Regions from separate parts of the Mus musculus genome. Here region 2 is linked to region 1. Evidence: chromatin contacts called from public promoter capture Hi-C data. All regions are on one chromosome and are shown on one strand. Each heading gives the region's core, a stretch centred on a gene start, on an enhancer-like site or on the middle of the called end of the contact. The rest is flanking DNA. Distances are from core to core; before and after follow the strand shown. Region 1 has its middle 48 kb from the start of Selenof. Region 2 overlaps Sh3glb1 (SH3-domain GRB2-like B1 (endophilin)).

The links. Capture Hi-C pulls out chosen DNA fragments and counts their contacts.
Region 2: a contact with region 1 is called in a promoter capture Hi-C map of adipose tissue. The contact joins two enhancer-like sites. A contact is called at or near these places in 15 of 39 promoter capture datasets (the 3T3-L1 cell line, 3T3-L1-derived adipocytes, the C10 cell line and 8 more), 1 of 15 datasets of contacts at CTCF or cohesin (the G1E-ER4 cell line), 12 of 484 Hi-C or Micro-C datasets (the G1E-ER4 cell line, the N1E-115 cell line, Th1 cells and 6 more), 11 of 115 datasets of contacts at active chromatin or transcription factors (the 230-238 cell line, CD8 T cells, embryonic stem cells and 6 more) and 2 of 9 other capture datasets (adipose tissue and liver).

What each region holds. Positions count from the first base shown.
Region 1 is chr3:144,615,784-144,620,940 of GRCm38.p6, forward strand. No RefSeq gene overlaps it. Among named protein-coding and RNA genes, the nearest start is that of Selenof, 48 kb to the left of the region's middle. Within about 2 kb of position 1,343, at least 67 of the 459 cell types and tissues checked have an H3K27ac peak or open chromatin away from gene starts, as enhancers often do. A contact at or near this core is called in CD8 T cells, adipose tissue and memory CD8 T cells, where this site is marked.
Region 2 is chr3:144,703,591-144,708,708 of GRCm38.p6, forward strand. Sh3glb1 (SH3-domain GRB2-like B1 (endophilin)) reads right to left here. Exons shown (of 9, transcript NM_019464.3): 4 at 3,008-3,141; 5 at 1,923-2,015. Among named protein-coding and RNA genes, the nearest start is that of Sh3glb1, 14 kb to the right of the region's middle. Within about 2 kb of position 1,746, at least 81 of the 459 cell types and tissues checked have an H3K27ac peak or open chromatin away from gene starts, as enhancers often do. A contact at or near this core is called in CD8 T cells, adipose tissue and memory CD8 T cells, where this site is marked.

The DNA of each region.
Region 1 (5,157 bases), core at 93-2,592:
TTCTTTCAGTTCTGATATTCCTTCCTGCAAATAGCCTCAGTTGAAAGATCATTTCTTTTCTGGTAACTCTTTGAAAAGCCCTTGAAGTGACTCTCATTGGCTATTTGGATGAGATACTCATCCTTCGATTGATGATCAACAGGGAGGAGGAATTATCCCACACGGCTTGCTCTGAGTTATCTGTCTAGCCCTGGTGGGGTTGGGGCCAGCCACATCCAGGACACATGGAGAGAGAATGATGGAGTGACCCTCCCAAAGGCAAAACAACAACAACAGCAACTAGCATCTCCGGGATGAAACCTCTCCTCCACCTCAAGGCTGGACACAGTCTAATCTTGGACAGTTCTCAGGATGTGTTAATGAGACTTGTGTGTGTGTGTGTGATCTCAGACCCCAAGGCAGTCCTAGTAATGACAATGACCTGTTATTGATGAGTTTTGATGCCAGACTACAGTAAGCATTTAATTAGAATTATCTTATTTATTCTCCAGACAACTATAAACTAGGTGTTTTTAACTTCTACTTTACAAATGAGAGGTTTAATAAAGGCCTGCTCGGAGGAAGCGGGGTGCTAAACAGCAAGCAATGGTGCAGCTTTATTGCGATTATTGTTATTAGAACGGCAGCAGAAGTCGTTTGTATCTGACCAACCTGAAATCAAGTCCTGGCTCTGTTCTCAACCCTAGGATTCACAGCTAGACAGTAAGTTACAAAAAGAGAAGGATCATGTTTGTCCTCAACCCTGGTCTTGTCAGTATGTCCCCAGTAGGCACACAGTAAAACACCCTCACAAACTTATATTAATGAGTTACAATCTCTAAGCCTGAAATTTTAAATGTGAAATATGCAAAATACATACACACACATAACTCTGGAAGAGATTTCATGATAGAGCACACACCGAACACTTGGGTTGGTGCCGGGTGTTATTTGCTGGCCCTCAATAAGTGTCCAATAAGTAGCAACAATTGCAGCGATTTTTCGAATACTTAACCACACCCTGTAATGCACAGATTGGCTCATCTGATTCTCAAGCCCCTGCCTCCACACTACAAGTGAACTGAGTCTGTATTCTTCCTTTGTCCTGAGTACTGAGGGTGTGTCCCGCCCTCTCACCAGTGAATCCAACTCTTTCTATTAACTCCCAGGACTCTGAGGCATTTCATTCAAGTTCTGCGAAATGATGGCTTCTCCTTTTCTCTCCTGCATTATTGGAAGAAATAAAAGCATCTTTCTTCAAAAACACAATGAAGACTTTTCTCTCAGCCCTCCTTCTCTTTCCCCCATTATTTCCAGAGAGCAAGGTTGGGTTGTAGGAGGCTCTGTTGCCTGGCAGGAGGCTGTAATTCACAGAGAGCCAACAGCTGGAGCCAGCCAGGCCCTGGCCTCACCAGCCCTCCCTCCCTGCTCCAGTAGGCTCTTCTTTCCCAGAATTGCCTGCTGCCATCTGCTGGCCATATGATGTCACTGCACTGATATCTCCTAAGTGTCTGAAGGAGCCTTCTTTCGGCTTCCCAGTATCTTCAGGATCCTCTGGTAGACAGTGCTTTCAGGGGGCATCTGGTAGACAGACAGTGCTAGCAGGGAGGGCAACAGAGAGTTTCGAGGTAAGGTGCTTGGGCCAACATGGCTGGGAAGAAGAAACTCACAGCTCAAACGAGGGAAGCTCAAACCATGAATCCTCCTTCCCTCTGACAAACACGCTTTCTTGCTCAGAGCCACCTGTTTGTTATCCCCAACCCATCTCCCACCCAACAGCACCCTGTTATTCTCTCAGCCACACCAGTAGCTCAAATAAGCTGTATTGCCACAGCAATCATACTACTTAATTTTTTTTCAAATAGTTTCCTGTGGAAAAGTTACAAGAATAGTTACAAAGAATTGCCCTACATCCTTCTTCCAGCCAAGTCCACTTAAGATTTTCCGGTGGAATCGGCAGCTTTTTATAAGCAGAGGATTCAAGCCAGGATCACACATTTTTTCTGCTTCCCATGAGTCTCAACGTCTTCCTCATTTGGAACATTCCTGACTTCTGCTTCTATTTTAGACTTCGGGATAGATGCTGACATTGTAAGCAGTTCCAGCCAGAGCTGTAGAGTGCCTTCAGTCCGTCTGATGCTGGCTAGTCAGCTTATGCATTATCAGCTAACACGTTAACACGTTAACCAGTCATTTCACGGCACTGACTCTGGTGACCCACGCTGTTTCCTGTGGTATGGCTTTGGATCACTTTGATGTGATTGTCTGTGTGTATGTCTGTGAATGGCACCCTAGGAGGTCAGAGGAAGTTGTCAGTCCCCTGGAACTGGAGCTACACATGGTTGTGAGCCACTGTGTGGGTGCCTGGAATTGAACTTGGGTCATCTGGAAGAACAGCCGGTGCTCTTGACCACTGAGTCATCTCCTGGCCCCATCAGCTTGGTTTTTATAATACAGTGCAGGACTACCACGTGCCAGGGGAATGGTGTCTCAAACAGTGGGCTCTCCAACTTCAACTAACAATTAAGATCATACCCTACAGACATGCCCCTAGGTCAGTCCAATACAGAGCAATCCTCCAGGTCCTTGGGTGAGAGTTCCTCTCAGCTGACTCTAGGGTGTGTCAGAGCTAACTACTTAAAGCTAACGGATAAAACTAACTAGGATGTTAGTCTTGCCATAGCTCGTGGCCCTGCTGGACCACTGCCTCTTCTGCTTGGCCTCGCCTGATACCTTTTTCAGACAGTTAGGGGAGGGGGTAAAAGGGAGAAAATGAAAAAAATACTGTGTTTTAAGAATAGAAAAAGGATGCCGGGTGTGGTGACACACGCCTTTAATCCCAGCACTTGAGAGGCAGAGGCAGGCAGATTTCTGAGTTTGAGGCCAGCCTGGTCTACAGAGTGAGTTCCAGGACAGCCAGGGCTACACAGAGAAACCCTGTCCCGAAAAACCAAGAAAAAAAAAAGAGAATAGAAAAATGTGCCCATTCTTGCCACTATTGTCGATCATGTGACATACAATTAATACCATGGATTACTGGAGGTACGATCTCCACAGACATGTCCACCTCGAGAAGACAATGACCGTGGCTCATCGTGGATTGTAGCTCCAGGGCCTAATGCAATGGCTGCTGCACTACTTCCTGTCTTCCCAACCACAGCATCAGGTCCGCAGAGCCTGGCTTTTGTGTGGGTTCTCAGAGCTGAACTGAGACCCTCACTGTGGGAAGCCGCCCCCACATTCGCCGTCACAAGATGGCGCTGACAGCTGTGTTCTAAGTGGTAAACAAATAATCTGCGCATGTGCCAAGGGTATTTCTCCACCCCATGTACTCTGCCTTCCCCGTGGCAACAACTCGGCCATGGGCTGCAGCCAATCAGGGAGTGATACGTCCTAGGCGAAGGATAACTCTCCTAAATAGGGACGGGGTTTCGCTTTCGTTTTTGGGTTTGAGTTTTGCACTCTTGCTCCTGAAGATGTAAGCAATAAAGTTTTGCCGCAGAAGATTCTGGTTTGTTGTGTCTTTCCTGGCCGGTCGTGAGAACGCGTGTAAGAGTTGGTGCCGAAACCCGGGACGAGAAAATCCGGGAAGAAAAAACCCGGAACAAAAAAACTCGGGACGGGAATTAACCATCACTGGCGCAAGGAAGATCCCTCATTCCGGAACCAGAACTGCGGGTCACGGTCATAAAGGTTCCCGTAAAACAGACTGTTGAGAAGGATTCAACTGCGTGAATTCAGAACTCTTCAGCTGGGGAACAGGGTACCCGTAAGTATAGCTTTACAAGGTAAGTCTGGTCTTGAACTTTCTAACGAAATTCAAGACAGTCTATCAGAAGTAAAGTGGGAAATAGCTTTACAAGGTAAGTCTGGTCTTGAACTTTCTAACGAAATTCAAGACAGTCTATCAGAAGTAAAGTAGGAAATAGCTTTACAAGGTATGTTTGGCCTTGAACTTTTTCTAGTGTTAGGAGCCTTTTTGTTCCTTTTCACATGTTATCAAGTGGTTAAGGCAGGGCTAAAAATTCTGGATGAAATTCAGGGCAATCTATCAGAAGTAAAGCGGGAGAGAGAGTAGGAGCAAAGAGGAAATATGGTACACAAAATAAGTATACAGGCCTTTCCAAGGGTCTTGAACCCGAGAAAAAGTTAAGGTCAGGTAAGAATACCTGGGGAGAGATTAGAAGAAAGGAAAAGGAAAAAGAAAAGAAAAAAGATCAATTAGCGGAGGTTTCTAGGAGAAGGAACCTATACTCATCACTAGATGAGCTCAAGGAGCCAGTTCTTAGTAGTTCTGAATCAGATGAAAAGGCTATTAGGGCCTGAAAGGCGCTCTCCCGAGCAGGTAAAGCCACTAGACAACTAACAAAGATCGTCCAGGGACCTCAGGAGTCCTTCTCAGATTTTGTGGCCAAAATAACAGAGGCAGGCTCTTGCAGCCTACAAAGTCTTATTGTCCACCCTGGAGTTGTAAATCAGGATTATAAAGGGGAACTTCAGGTTCTCTGTTCTTGTCCTCAAGTTGTCTTTTCTATATCACAAAGGGACAGAATAGCTCAACTAATAATTTTGCCAAGCCTACATGGCTGTTTTCCTTCCTCTGGTATTCCTTGAGCTGCCAGAGGGATTGGTTCTACTGAAAGTGATTCTGATTACTTAATAATGCCTTTAGATTGTTGTCAAATTTTATCTACTCATGCCAGGCCATTACAGGTCTGACAAATGGATGTCACGCATATTTCCTCCTTTGGGAGAAATCAATATTTACATGTTTCTATTGACACCTGCTCTGGTGTAATGTTTGCCACACCTTTAACAGGTGAAAAAGCCTCACATGTGATTCAACATTGTCTTGAGGCATGGAGTGCTTGGGGGAAACCCAAACTCCTTAAGACTGATAATAGACCAGCTTATACATCTCAAAAATTCCAGCAGTTCTGCCGTCAGATGGACGTGACCCACCTGACTGGACTTCCATACAACCCTCAAGGACAGGGTATTGTTGAGCGTGCGCATCGCACCCTCAAAGCCTATCTAATAAAACAGAAGAGGGGAATCGAGACTCTACCCCGAGTACCAAGAGTGTCTGTGTCTATGGCACTCTTTACACTCAATTTTTAAAATATTGATGCTCATGGCCATACTGCGGCTAAACGTCATTGTTCAGAGCCAGATAGG
Region 2 (5,118 bases), core at 496-2,995, 88 kb after region 1:
TTGCTGGGCTATACCACCTGTATCATCTTGTAATTCTGAACACGAATTTTCATGGCTGTAGTAACTGCCAACAACTCTCCCAGAACTATTTTGTTTTTTTCAGAAGGTGTCTATTATACTTAGCTCCTATGCTAAGAGCAGTGCTACAGCACTGTAGCATAAGCAGAGGACAGTCACCCTGAGATCTGGGCTTCCTGGCACTTGGCTATGTTAAAAGCAGACCAGCCTCGTGCTTGTTAAGTAAATGTTCCCACTGCAGCCTGGCACTACTAGTCTTATGCCACAGTTATCAGGTTTTTTCCTACTCCCCTTATTAAGGGAATAATGATTCTTGTTAAGATTTTCCTAATTATAAAGTTAGAATCTCAAAAGTCAGTCCATGCTAACTTATCTGTCATAACAACTAGAAACCAATAAACTAATGTAGGGTCTCTTGGAGTCTCCTGCATTCATTTGTAAAATATTAATTTTACAGATGGCTTGTTTAATGGAAATCACACTGTGGTGATGACGTTGTAATAAACTGAGAAGTGAAAATGAAAGTGAATTGCTGTTGTCTCAGAGCTAGCCCTGCCCAGCACTCGCTAATACAAAGTATACATTTCAACCTTTCTTTCTCCAAAGGCGACTGCAGGACTTCCCTGGCAGTGAGGTTATATGCTTTCTATACAGCGGCTGTGCTTGTGGTGGCTAGTCCTGATATCACGCCTCGTAACCACACACATCCCTATGCTCAAGTTAAAATGTTAGCTTCTTCTAACAAACTCACATTTGTTTATATTATACTATTTTTCAAACTGTTACGTCCTGATATAAATAATGTACATGTTAGAATAGAGTATATCAATAAAAGTTATAGCTAAAAGCACTGAACTATCATATTTAATATACAATTAAAAACCCCTATTTTTAAAGCTGGCTTTCTAAAAATACATCCAAACTTATTTCTCCACATAGAGCCACCTGGGAGACCATGCTAACACTATTCAACCTTTTTGGAACTATTCTTTTTTTTTTTAAATTTCTTTTTTTTATTAGGTATTTATTTCATTTATATTTCCAATGCTATCCCAAAAGTCCCACACACGCTCCCCCACCCACTCCCCTACCCACCCACTCCAACTTCTTGGCCCTGGCGTTCCCCTGTACTGAGGCAGATAAAGTTTGCACGACCAATGGGCCTCTCTTTCCACTGATGGCCGTCTAGGCCATCTTTTGATACATATGCAGCTAGAGACAGGAGCTCCGGGGGGTACTGGTTAGTTCATATTGTTGTTCCACCTATAGGGTTGCAAATCTCTTTAGCTCCTTGGGTATTTTCTCTAACTCCTCCATTGGGGGCCGTGTGACCCATCCAATAGCCGACTGTGAGCATCCACTTCTGTGTTTGCTGGGCCCCGGCATCGTCTCACAAGAGACAGCTATATCAGGGTCCTTTCAGCAAACGCTTGCTAGTGTATGCAATGGTGTCAGCGTTTGGGAGCTGATTATGGAACTATTCTTTTTGACAATTCCTTTGAGTTACACATGGAAACAAAATTTATTTACTTTTTAAGCCATAGGCAAATATTTTCAAAATTGATTCATTTTCACCTTAATTAAAATCTTTTCCCATTCCTATTATATCTATCTCCTTTTTTAAAAAAGCATATTAGTCATGCACACTAAGAATAGAGTACAAAGGTAGCCTTAGGAGACACCTCCCCCCATGGTGGTGATTAATGCCTCTTGATGACTCTTTTGTATTGGCTTGGATGTGTTTAGTTCTGACCAATGTGTTTCATAATAGAAATATGGCCTGCTTGCCACACTGTTCTGTAATCTGCATTTTGCATGGTGTACCAGTAAAATACTTCACAATCTTTGAAGTTCCTGAGCTGAAATGGTTGTCTATTAGACACAAATAAACAGACACTACTTACTGAACTTTTAGTTTCTGCAGCTTTTGCCTTTTTTAGTCTTGTTTTTGCAGCATCCAAATCCAGTCTCTTATTCTGTAATAGTTTCCTTTCTTTCTATAAATAATCAAAAAGAATAAAGTAAAGCCAAGAACACTAAAATCTGTAAGGCCATCTATACATTGGGCCAGTTGTTCTTAATATGTCACACCACTAAATGTAACTCAACTACTACAAAACAGAATTTAAAATTTACAGACCGAATAATATATAAACAGTATATTGTTGTTAATAGCAATTCAAGTTTCTACACAATACTTTATAATAACTGTAATAGAGTCCTTTTTCTTCATTTTTATATTCCATGTATCAGATTTCATCCTACTGACATATTATTATTTTTAATGGAGGGACTGAACCCAATTTTATCATGCTAGGCAAACACTGAGCCATATTCTGAGCTTAAGCTAGTATTTTTTTTTAGTAATTTCAATTTAAGTAAAGCCCAGACTACTGATGTTCACAGAAGTAAAACACGGTAAATATACTGAAATGTCCTAGGATAACTGTAGTATGCAATATAGATAGGGTTATATGTATAACAATGGGTAGCACTGAGAAAGTCTTAGGAAGAAACAGTGACCAAGAGCTTCTATTCTCTGTCAGTGATGAGACAAGCTTTCTGGACGAACAGACTAAGTTTATAAAGAAAGTGACAACATAAACGTTTATGCTTCAGCAATGAATAGCATTTCAAAAACAATACACTTCTTGGAATATATAGCTAAAGTATGGAACAGAAATACAATTTACGATATTTAGGTTTCTAGTTAGTTTAAATTAACATGCAAGTATACTATAGCAATATTTTATTTTCATAGTTATTCCAGGAATTTCTCCACAGATTTAAAGGTAGGGCTAAAGACTGGGGATTATGTTACGAAAAGCTTTTTCTTGAAGTTTAGTTTGTATTCTGGTGAGTGTGCACCTATTTAGAATATTTAAGCATTTGAATCTGTAACATTTACCATAACTAAGAGGGTGGATTATTCATCAAAGACAAAGCAGAAGTCTAAATCTTGCGACAAATGGATCATTTTCCTACTTACTGCGATTGTTTTGTAATCCCCTTCTATAAAGTTTCTTAAAGGAGTGAGGAAATTTAAGGCTGATGTTTGAATCAGCTCTCGGTCAGCTGTTCCAATTCGCTTCTGTGTTTCTCCACATTTAATAAGGGCATTTCCTTCAAAGAAACAAAAAAAATTGTATCTTTTTAATAGTTTAATAATATCAGAAAATTAATATAATTTACCTGCTTGATCGGCTTAAAAAAGTGCACCGTCAGCCTGTTTATGTCAGCAGAACCAAACATTATTTGAAAGGTACACTTATTTAAAAGTAATTTAAGGTAAATTATATAAATGAAAAGGACAGAGATGAACTAAGCGCCTATCCTATCATATGCTAACTATAATCTCTGCCGATGAGATTAAAGAGGACGGGTACATGGAGACACAAAGCTGGCCTGGGGATGTAGCCCAGTACAAGCACAGTCTTTTACTGGGTAGATCAAGTCGCAGTCTGTCCTGTTCCTACATCTGTATACACCTCAAATTCCCCAAGACTTACACCTTGAGAAAAGTTCATACTGAGGTGCCAGGGGGTCTGGCGGTGTTGGAAAACGGGGTCACAGTCTAACTCTCAGTAGCCCCATTCACTAGGCTTGTGTTTATGGGCAATCAGCACCCATGGACCTGTGTTTTTTGTTTTTGTTGGTCCAGAACAAGGGTTTCTTTCTACCTTTTTGAACTTACTAGACTGTCTCATGGCTCAAAGGAAACCCTATAGCTCAAATCAGGAAAGACATTTAAAATTCACTCATTGTTGTTATCATATGCCAAGAGTGATGGGTAGTATTAACTGTCAACAGGACGGAATCCAGAACTGCCTGGGAGAGGCCTCTGGCCATGTCTGGAGATGGGGTGTAATTTAGGTAGGAGACACACTGTGGGTGGGACTTTTCTCTGGGCAGGGACTGCAACCTTTAAAGGAACACTTTGAAAGCAGGCTCATCCCTGCTTCTACGGCAGAGGCAGTGACTCATCTCTCCTAGGGGCTGCTGCTGTGACCTCCCAGCCAAAGGGACCCTTTCTCCTTGGAAAGAGAGGGAGGGAGAGGGAGAGGGAGAGGGAGGGAGGTAGGAGGAGGGGGAGGGGAAAGAGAGAGAGAGAGAGGGAGGGGGAGAGAGAGAGGGAGAGAGAGAGAGAGAGAGAGAGAGAGAGAAAGAGAGAGAGAGAGAGAGAGAGAACGCACTCACATTCTACCAGAGAGAGTAGCCCTAATATTTAAACATTAAAGTAGCTAAGCAGAGATAGAGAGTGGAGCCACAGAAGGGGAGCCACGCAATCAGGACTCTATTTCCAGTTCAATTTCCAATAAAGCTTGGACAATGTAGATCTTAATCCTTTTATGTTAAAATGAGATTAGATCCAGGTTGGTAAATAGTTAAGAACTCCGGCCTCTGGATACAGACATCTGCATTGGAATCGTCACCAATGTGCTCACAGGTTGTACAGCCTCTTCAAACCTAAATTTCTTGTTTTTAAAATGGGCACAAAAGAATTTCTACTATTAACAATGTTACAAAGCAACACCCAGCCTCAAAACTCCAAAAGGTATTTTAAAAAATGAGGGTTTACCAAAATTACAAATATATTGTGCTTATTGTCCAGAGCCTGGGATACACATTTTTAGCCACTTTTCTTGTAATAGATTCTTAAAGTCTAGTTCCAACTCCCAGACACATTCACCAGAATTACTAGAAGTACAAATTGGTTAAGAAAAAGAGAAAATCTAAAATATTTTAATATTCAGTCTCCTAGAATCTCCTACCTGTCTCTGATAAATAGCCCAGAACAAGCAAGCAATATATCATGAAGTTTCTTTAAAATTAGCAATTATTATTAGCAGTAAATTTAATCATTTCAGATTTCTCAAAGAAATCAAAGAATATACTGTAAATATTTCAGTGTTACATATATAAAAAAGCTAATTTAATTGGTTAATGGCATTATATAATACTTAGGTTTATTTCCTTCTGACACAAGCAGAATATTAGTCATAGAAATCTAAAATAGTCTTGTGTCATAAGAAAATTAGGTGTGATAACAGAAACATGTTGAGGTCCATGTAGGCCCAGAGACAACTTAGGAGGGAAGAT